3 separate regions of the Mus musculus genome follow, and regions 2 and 3 are each linked to region 1. The links are chromatin contacts, called in public Hi-C maps. All regions are on one chromosome and are shown on one strand. Each heading gives the region's core, a stretch centred on a gene start, on an enhancer-like site or on the middle of the called end of the contact. The rest is flanking DNA. Distances are from core to core; before and after follow the strand shown.

The links. Hi-C and Micro-C count contacts between places; a contact is called where the count stands out from the background.
Region 2: a contact with region 1 is called in a Hi-C map of bone marrow-derived macrophages, with 24 read pairs. The contact joins two enhancer-like sites. A contact is called at or near these places in 5 of 484 Hi-C or Micro-C datasets (CD4 T cells, Sertoli cells, bone marrow-derived macrophages and 2 more), 1 of 115 datasets of contacts at active chromatin or transcription factors (embryonic fibroblasts) and 2 of 9 other capture datasets (adipose tissue and liver).
Region 3: a contact with region 1 is called in a Hi-C map of bone marrow-derived macrophages, with 27 read pairs. The contact joins two enhancer-like sites. A contact is called at or near these places in 2 of 15 datasets of contacts at CTCF or cohesin (the NIH/3T3 cell line and large pre-B cells), 4 of 484 Hi-C or Micro-C datasets (bone marrow-derived macrophages, colorectal tumor organoids, embryonic stem cells and 1 more), 3 of 115 datasets of contacts at active chromatin or transcription factors (acute myeloid leukemia, embryonic basal ganglia and embryonic stem cells) and 1 of 9 other capture datasets (liver).

What each region holds. Positions count from the first base shown.
Region 1 is chr5:21,609,603-21,613,024 of GRCm38.p6, reverse strand. All of the region lies in intron 7 of Fbxl13 (F-box and leucine-rich repeat protein 13), which reads left to right. It also overlaps the pseudogene Gm8539. Among named protein-coding and RNA genes, the nearest start is that of Fbxl13, 34 kb to the left of the region's middle. Within about 2 kb of position 1,839, at least 5 of the 459 cell types and tissues checked have an H3K27ac peak or open chromatin away from gene starts, as enhancers often do. A contact at or near this core is called in bone marrow-derived macrophages, where this site is marked.
Region 2 is chr5:21,282,411-21,285,581 of GRCm38.p6, reverse strand. All of the region lies in intron 26 of Gsap (gamma-secretase activating protein), which reads right to left. Among named protein-coding and RNA genes, the nearest start is that of Fgl2, 89 kb to the left of the region's middle. Within about 2 kb of position 1,756, at least 35 of the 459 cell types and tissues checked have an H3K27ac peak or open chromatin away from gene starts, as enhancers often do. A contact at or near this core is called in bone marrow-derived macrophages, where this site is marked.
Region 3 is chr5:21,253,849-21,257,034 of GRCm38.p6, reverse strand. Gsap (gamma-secretase activating protein) reads right to left here. Exons shown (of 31, transcript NM_175437.3): 18 at 2,994-3,076. Among named protein-coding and RNA genes, the nearest start is that of Gsap, 69 kb to the right of the region's middle. Within about 2 kb of position 1,399, at least 94 of the 459 cell types and tissues checked have an H3K27ac peak or open chromatin away from gene starts, as enhancers often do. A contact at or near this core is called in bone marrow-derived macrophages, where this site is marked.

The sequences.
Region 1 (3,422 bases), core at 590-3,089:
GGGACTGTCTGCTGGTGTAAGCAGCCTCCAGGGCCGAATCCAACTTAAATCAATGTCATTTGAGCTGGGTATGATAGACATATTCTATGCCTGTGATCTCAACATTCAAGATCCTGAATTCAAGGCCAGCTTTGGCTATAGAATGAGTTAAGAGCTAGCCTGGGCAACTGAACATGTCCCTGTCTTAGAAAAGACCGGTGTAGAGACAAGTGTGGAGCAGAGAACATGCTCACCATGTAGGCTGAGGTCATGGTTTTACATTGCTAAGGGGCAGAGCCATCCTCTGTTCCAGTTGGTTTTGAGTAGAGCCCTCTAGAAGACTTCTTAGAAGACTCCTGATTTTCTCTCTTCTTTTTAAGCAGCAATACTTAATATTTTCTTAGGATGAATATTTGACATTATATCTTACATATAGACCTTTCTGACATGTAATTTTATTTTGTTTATCTTTTGGTTTTTTAAGATAAAGTTTCTCTGTATAACAGAGCCCCGACTCTCCTGGACTCAATTTGTAGACCAGGCTGGCCTTGAGCTCAAAGATCTACCTGCCTCTGCCTCCTGGGTGCTGGGATTAAAAACGTGTGCCACCACACCCTCCTGAAATTTCATTTCTTTACTTTTTTGAGACAAGGTTCCACTGTGTAGACCAGGTTGGCCTTGAACTCAAAGTGCCTGCCCCCTCCTTCCGAGTACTGGGATTAAAGGTCTGCCCCAACATGCTGCGGTTTTATTAATGCCAGTCTATGCATCCAGTTAGAGAACAACAACAACAACACCCCCCCCCCAAAAAAAACCTGTTTTTAACCTATTTAGGGCTGAAGAGATGGCTTAGTGATTAGCAGCTCTTGCTGAGCAACCAGGGTGAGGGTTTGTATCCCAGCACCTATATAAGAAGCTGAGTGTCTGCATACCGCTACCTCCAGCTCTGAGACAAGTGGAGATCTTGTCCTGGCTTACTCTGGTCCATGGGTGTCTTCCTGGCTGCTCTCTCATGGAAACCTCATGGTGAATCCTCCTGGTTCTTCCAGGTCTCTCTACACCTTTCTCTTGTCTCTCCCTCCCCTGCTTCCTCCCTCTGTCCCTCCTTTTCCCACACCCTCTCTTGACTCCCTCTCTCCTTGGTCTCCTTCTCCTCTTTTAGTACCCCCAACTATGATCCAAAACCCTGCCCTATTCTCTTCTCCTGCCCAGCTCTGTATTAGCCAATCAGAGGTGTTGGCAAACAGTTTTTACATAACATTAAGATAACTGTGCCAGGGGCTGGTGAAATGGCTCAGTGGGTGCTCTTCCGAAGGTTCGAAGTTCAAATCCCAGCAACCACATGGTGGCTCACAACCATCTGTAACATGATCTGACGCCCTCTTCTGGAGTGTCTGAAGACAGCTACAGTGTACTTACATATAATAAATAAATAAATCTTAAAAAAAAATTATCTGCTCATGTCCTGTCTTTCCATTATAATTTATACTTGTGATATATATGTATATATATGCAATATTAACCTTTTATCTAGAATATATTTGAATATTTCCTCCCATCACATTTAACATTATTTCTTTTGCCTCTAGAGTATTTCGATGTCAGAGAATTTAAAGTGTTAGGTAATGAAGTCTATCACTCTGGCCCTAATAGTTTCTCTGTGTCAGGTCATTCTTATGGTTTTCTGAGTGATAGTATACTGTTGACACATACATCACCGTGTTGGTTGTGAAAATCAAACCTTGATTCTCTGTGTTCCTAATCACTGAGTGATCTCTGCAGCCCTGGTAAATGTTTTTATGAGGAACTGCCATACTGCCCTCACTGTGACTGGACTGACTCACACCTTCCAGCAGTGTTCAAGAGTTCCCTTTTCTCCACGTTCCCAGCAGGAAATGGTGTATGTGTGCATATTGTTGACAGAAGGGTAAGACAGCAGCATCTCATTGTGGTTCTTATTTGTATTTTCCCGATGACTGCTGGCAACTGAGAACTTTTCATATAGTTTTATCCATCTGTATTCCTTCTCTTGAGATGTACTTATTCAGATCGTTTGTCCATTTAAAATCAGATTACTTGTTGTGTAGGGAGTATCCTTTTATAAATTACATTCCAGCCTTCTGTTAGGTGAGGCAAATATTTCTCTCATTCTGGAGATTGGTGCTTTACTGTTGATTGTTTTCTTTGCAATGCATTGCCCCCCTTTTTAAAATTATCTATGCGTGTGTATTTCTGTGTGAGTATATTCCACGAGTGATGGGTACACATGGAGGCCAGAGAGGGTGTCAGGTGTCATGCGTATGTGTGTGTCAGTATGTAAGTGCACACATCAGGCTGGAATTACAGTCCTCCTCGGGCACCTGCATGTTGACATACACACACACACACACCACACACACTGTCTTAGTCAGTGTTCTGTTGCTGTAAAGAGACACTATGACCGTGGTGACTCTTAATTTGAACTTGTTTATAGATTTTAGAGGTTTTATTCCATTATTGTTATGGCGGGAAGCATGCTCACATGCAGGGAGACATGTGCTAGCAAGGTAGCTGAGAGTTCTGCATCTGGGTCAACAGGCAGCAGGACAAAAGAGACACGGAGCCCAGCTTGAGCATTTGAAATCCCAAAGCCCACCTCAAGTGACACTCTTCCTCCAACCAGGTTACACCTACTCCAACAAGGACACGCCTATTAACAATGCTACTCTCTAATGACCAAGCATTCAAATAATGTGCCTCGAGGGGTCATTCCTATTCAAACCACCACATATGCATAAAAATAAAAGTTAAATTGTTAAGAAAAATACAAAGAAAAAAATGTCTAATGATGTATATGTATGAAAATATTATAATGAAAATCCTCAGTTTTAGGCTAACTTAAAAAGTCACTAAATCCCCACAGGATAATGTAAGGCTTCTAAATCTTAAAACAACACTAAGCATGATGTATTTTTAGAGATAGTCTCAGAATTTTCCCAATGAAGTAAATTATGAATTGGATGTTTGTTAAAATGGCAGGTAATAAGAGGGTAGATTTACATAATAGTGGAAAGTTGGGAATGAATTTTTGACACTAACATGTTAAACATCTGGGTTTGCTAATGTTATTCAATGAAATGAATGCGTTGCAAAGTTACTTTTTAAATCATTTATTAGCTGGGCACGGTGCCACATACTTTTGATCCTAGGAGTTGGAGATAGACAGATCTCTGAGTTTGAGGCCAGCCTCTTCTACATAGTGAGTTTGAGGCCAGCCTCTTCTACATGGTGAGTTTGAGGCCAGCCTATTTTACATGGTGAGTTTGAGGCCAGCCTCTTTTACATAGTGAGTTTGAGGCCAGCCTCTTCTACATAGTGAGTTTGAGGTCAGCCTCTTCTACATAGTGAGTATCCAGGTTAGCCTATCTCAAAAACAAAAATTAAACAAAACAAAAAGAGCCTTA
Region 2 (3,171 bases), core at 507-3,006, 330 kb after region 1:
TCCATTCCTCTATTGAGGGACATCTGGGTTCTTTCCAGCTTCTGGCTATTATAAATAAGGCTGCTATGAACATAGTAGAGCATGGGTCCTTATTACCGGTTGGAACATCTTCTGGATATATGCCCAGGAGAGGTATTGCGGGATCCTCCAGTAGTACTATGTCCAATTTTCTGAGGAACCACCAGACTGATTTCTAGAGTGGTTGTACAAGCTAGCAATCCCACCAACAATGGAGGAGTGTTCCTGTTTCTCCACATCCTCGCCAGCATCTGCTGTCACCTGAATTTTTGATCTTAGCCATTCTGACTGGTGTGAGGTGGAATGTCAGGGTTGTTTTGATTTGCATTTCCCTGATGATTAAGGATGTTGAACATTTTTTCAGGTGCTTCTCAGCCATTCGGTATTCCTTAGTTGAGAATTCTTTGTTTAGCTCTGTGCCCCAGTTTTTTCATGGGTTTATTTGATTTTCTGGAGTCTATCTTCTTGAGTTCTTTGTATATATTGGATATTAGTCCCATATCTGATTTAGGATTGGTAAAGATCCTTTTCCAATCTGTTGGTGGCCTTTTTGTCTTATTGACGGTGTCTTTTGCCTTACAGAAGCTTTGCAATTTTATGAGGTCCCATTTGTCAATTCTTGATCTTATAGCACAAGCCATTGCTATTCTGTTCAGGAATTTTCCCCCTGTGCTCATATCTTCAAGGATTTCCTCACTTTCTCCTCTATAAGTTTCAGTGTCTCTGGTTTTATGTGGAATTCCTTGATCCACTTAGACTTGAGATTTGTACAGGGAGATAAGAATGGATCAATTCTCATTCTTCTGCATGATAACCGCCAGGTAAGCCAGCACCATTTGTTGAAAATGCTGTCCTTTTTCCATTGGATGGTAGAGACAAAGTTTGGAGCTGAGATGGAAGGAAGGACCATCCAGAGACTGCCCCACCCATATGGGGATCCAACCATAATCAGCCACCAAACGCAGACACTATTGCATATGTCAGCAAAATTTTGCTGACACAACCCTGATATAGCTGTCTCTTGTGAGGCTATGCCAGTGCCTGGCAAATACAGAAGTGGATGCTCACAGTCAGCTATTGGATGGAACACAGGGCCCCCAATGGAGGAGCTAGAGAATGTACCCAAGGACCTGAAGGGGTCTGTAACCCTATAGAAGGAACAGCAATATGAACTAACCAGTACCCCCAGAGCTCGTGTCTCTAGCTGCATATGTAGCAGAAGATGGCCTAGTCGGCCATCATTGGGAGGAGAGGCCCTTGGTCTTGCAAAGATTATATTCCCCAGTACAGGCGAACACCAGGGCCAGGAAGCGGGAGTGGGTGGGTTGGGGAGCAGAGTGAGGGGAGGGTATAGGGGACTTTCAGGATAGCATTTGAAATGTAAATGAAGAAAATATCTAATAAAAAATTGTTTAAAAAAATACCCTACATGCTTGCCCATGCCCTAGTCTAAGGGAAGCAATTTTTTAGCTGAGGTTCCCTCCTCTCAGATGACTCCAGCTTATGTCAAGTTGACATAAAACCAGCCAGGACAGGAAAAGTCTCATGATAACATGTACATGCTCAACAACTGACTGGATGCAGGAATGACAGAGAATCACAGCCTGTCCTCAGGATGTACACGGTCAAACAAATTATGCTCAGTGAACTGTAGTTTGAGTTCTGAGAAGTCACGGCACTTTCTCTCTGAATATATGAGTCATGAGCACTGGGTCACTCATAATTCCTGGCAACACCAAGGATCACATGACGTGCAGATGTTGTCCTCAAGTTGATGTAAATGGCTAAAAACAGATTGAGTTCACTGGGTTCCCCAATTCAAAACAAATTATAGTATTACTACCTAATCAACACAGTTTCACATGGACTTGGAAATTCTTTCCCAGACTAATAAAGTCAAAACTTATTCCTGAAAAAGCATTTATACTAGATCACGAGTCGTATTCCCAGGTTCAAAATTCCTTCTCCAGTGTCGGGTACCTGGTGACACCCCAACAATCCTTCATGTGTGCGTCATTGGCACAGTATCAAGGGCAGTAGCCTATTTACAGCCTCATCTCTGTGTGTCAGCTCTGAGCAGAGTGGGTGGCTATAACTAGCCATCGGTTTCATCGCACTAATCGTCGTCCTCAGAGATATCGCCCTTGCTGAAGCCAGGGAGAGAGAGATGACAGCAAACAAGCAAGCAAACAAAACCAAACAAACATAAAAACAATCATACAAACAAACAAACGACTCTGCTCGCCACTTCCTCACTCCCTTTTTTTACTTACATGTCTGACTTATGAAACTCAATTTTTGCTAGTCCCATAGATCTGAAAAGCAATCTCCCTTATAAATGCTTAGTATGAACCCCTTGTAAACACACACACACACACACACACACACACACACACACACACCAGTGGTGCCACTTTGCCCTCTCTTCTCTTGTCACATGAACAATTATAAGCATTTGATAGAAAAGGAAAAGCCTGGTATGGTACGGAAACACCCTCGTGTAATGCCAGAACTTGGATAATCAGAAGTTCAAGGCCAGTGTTGGCTACGAAAGTTTGATGCCATCCTGAGCTACCTGAGCTACCTGTGCTACTTGAGCCTACACAGGGCAGGGGACTGGGGTGCAGGGGACTGAGGGTGAAGGAAAGCAAGAAAGGTAGCCGAGTTTAAAAGTAGTTACAGAATAAAGGAGCGAATGCATATAAAGCAGAAAACTGATGAGAGGTTGCAAATCCAGGCCATAAAAATAATAAAACAAGTCAACAGCAAGACAACATCTTATTAAACCTGCGGACACAGAGCTCTAGTCCCTGAAAATATGACTAATTTAGAGTTACACGGAAAGACAGAGTCAACATCACTAATCAGCAAAATGCAAATCAAAACTATGGTGAAATGTTACCTTCCACCTCTCAGGGTACAAAAGCAGAGGTAAGTGTTGGAGAGAATGTGGAGAAACGGAAGCCCTTGTGCACTGTGGATGGTCAGTTGCCTGTCAGTGAAATGGTCCCACCACTGTGGGGGACAGCACAGGCCACCTCACAGAAGCCAAACATAGGATCAGCAAGACAACCCCATAATCATTCTACACATCCAAAAGAATGAGAGTCAAGATAGTAAAGGGACTTGTACACTAATGCTCATTAGACTATA
Region 3 (3,186 bases), core at 150-2,649, 360 kb after region 1:
TTTTTGTTTTGCTAGTTTGTTTGTCTGGTTCTTTTGGTTTTTTGTTTTGGGGGGATTTGGAGTTTTGTTTTGTTTTAGGTTTTTCTTTTTTGTTTTCTTTCTTGGTCGTTAGTTTTTTTTTCTTTTCTTTTTTTGAAAGGGTTTCTCTGTGTAGCCCTGGCTGTGTCCTGGAATTCACTCTGTAGACCGGGCTAACCTCTAACTCAGAGATCCACCTGCTCTGCCTCTCCAGTATTGAGATTAAAGGTATGTGCAACCACCCAAGGTGGTTAATATTGATTCTCACCTCTGACAGGTCTATGAGGCATAAACTAACTGGGTGGATTGAGGTGGGAAGACCAGCGCTACATGCAGTCATCACCCTTTCTTGTGGGTACTGATTGAACAGACATGGAATCCAGTGGGGCCGAAGCACTGATCGCTCCCTAACTTCTGGCTGGGGTGCAGTATAGCCAGATGTCGCCACCATGCTTTCTCTGCCTCAAAGGATTGGATGGGAGAACAGTGGGAAAATTCCCCTTCTCTCTTAAACCAATTCTTGTGGGTTTTTGGTTTTTTTTTTTTACAACAACAACAAAAAAGTAACTTATGCAAGTTCTAAATAGCATTTTCAAATGTACAATAGTAACATTTAAAATAACTAAAATTATAATGCACAATTTAGAATTAGCTACAAGCAAGAATACTATCTAGTATTTTATTTAACAGTATGGAAGGCCATTGAAATGTATAGACTTTGGGTTCAATTAAATTCAGTGTATGGGTTTTTTGGTGTTTATTTGTTTTTGTTGTTGTTTTAGTTTTTTACAATAGTCTTTATTTTAAAAATTCAGTTGCTGGTAAGTGTGGCGCTAGCCATCTGTGGTCCAAATGAGAGGCTTCTAGGCTAGCCTGAGCTAAATAGTAAATTCTTTGTCTCAAATTTAAGAAAAAAAAAAATCCAAGTCAATCTTTTCATCTGGATGTGAGAACTTGCTGCTTCCTGTTGTAGCAAGTGTTAGGGATGATTGTGACTAGAGAAGGGTAATACTTGCATCATTGCTAAAGACGAATATAAACGCACAGAGCCTTTTAAGGGAACTTATTCCAACCACAAAAAGGTTTAAAGCCACTTGGTAAACCCCAAGATAAGTCTACTATGTGGAGGTTATAACTGTGGGTTTCTCTACATTTTCTTGTGGGACTTCCTGGTGCGTTATGTGTATATCCACAAAGTCTCCTGGGCCCCAGAGAGTCTTGAGGAATAAACAAATGATTCTCTGCCCATTGGCATGGTGGCTCACACAGCAGCCGGGTAAGAACACTGCCCAGGGACCACTGCTCCCAACTCTGCCTCTCCACACCTCAGTCACAGGACAGAAGAGCAGTGGGTAACACCCAGAGGGCCCTGAGGTGTGTATTTCCTGACCCGATGGTGTAACTTGCTGGCTTCCTGCCACAGAACCACACTCTGCCCACACAGTCCTAAGTTGTCTAAAAGAAAGACAAAGTGGGTGCCTAGAAAAAGGAGAAACCCGGTCTTACCCTTGCAATTTTACACCGTAGCAAAGAAATCTATTAACTATAATCCAAAAAAAACAAGCAGAGAAGGCCTTCGGGAAATCACTACTATTATAAGTATCAAAAATTTAGAAATTAGTCAAACAACTGTGTACGGCGGTACACGCTTGCAATCCCAGCACTTGGGAATGAGGGGCAGATGGATCAGGGATTTAAGATTGTCCTCAGCTACACAGGCAATTGATGCAGGCCAGGCATATATGAGCCCATGTCTTAAAACAAAAAGAAAACAAAAAAATTTAAGTATATCAAATGCATTTGAATATTTCTCTCTTTTTTTTTTTCTTTAGACAGGGTCTCACTACTATGTAGTCCAGGCTAACCTCCACCTGAAGATCTTCCTGCCTGCATCTCCTGAGTGCCGAATTACAAGCATGCTCTTTATATGCCTCTTAAGCAAAATACAAAGTGAAAAGTGTCACAATTTAGTATGTATTTCCCAATGTCTGTTGCCTAAATTAAATGTAATGCTCTGAATACCTTCTTAATATACCTCCTGCTTCATGACCAAGCACACTACTCCACCATCTACCTGAAAGGGGAAGAGGCAGGTGCTGCAGGCCGCCTCTCACAGAACAGCACTCTAGTGCATCACCGCCTACCGTAAAGGCGTCTAGACCAACAGGAAGCATCACTTTGCTTCGCCCTGAAGCTTTTGAGTTGCCTAATTTTCTTTATAAATCTTTATAAAAAACAAGAAAAGGGGTCCCAAAAGTCAAACTGTACCAAGTATTACCACAGTGGTCTAGCTATTACTCATTCATAAAACCTATTAAATACTTGAAACTGGTGAATGAAGGAGTAAAAGTGTCCTTTTATAAAATATGATCACTGAGGTTCTGTTCTGCCTGCCAGAAGAGTGACAGCCACCCTGTGTCTGCCACATCAAGCCTATTGCTTTATGTAAATACTTCCAGCCAATGGAAGAGAGTTACTGCGGACAGAGCATCCTTGGCCAAGGGGCTTAGTGGCACAAGTGAATCAGATTTGGCTTTTAAAAAATTTTAGATTTTGAAATCCTTCATATACATGAGGTCTTTTAGTGAGAAAAGAGAAATCTAAACATGAAATGTCTTTCAAAACACACACACACACTTTAGAAATATGCCTTTGAGTGTTCCCAAAGCATCCAACTTTTACTAACACAATAATACTCCTTTTGCATATGCATTTCAGAATATATGCATGTATGTATATAGGATTTTACCACATAGGATAAATTTTTCATATGTGGCACCATATTAACCTTTAAAATGCTCCAGATTTTACAGCAGTTAGATTTTGAGTTTTCTGGTTGTTTATACCCATCTGACAAGAAATTTCACTTCAGCTGCTTGTCAGTCAAAACAGAAGTGAAATTATAAAGCTGGTCACCGTAACAGGAATGATCTCCCCCTTCCCACAGTGGTGAGCACCGAGATTTTGTCACTTACTGTGTTCCAAGTCAGCACAGAGGAGTATTGTAGGAGCATGCCCATGTCGTCCAGCTCTGCATACACACTCCAATAGGAGGAAGCTGAGACATTAGAAACAGAGAAGTCGGCATAGTGATTTAACCAAATCCAGCAAACCGTGAGTTCTCACCACCTCATTCATGTCTCTGGGGGTTAACCATTATGATTTTAT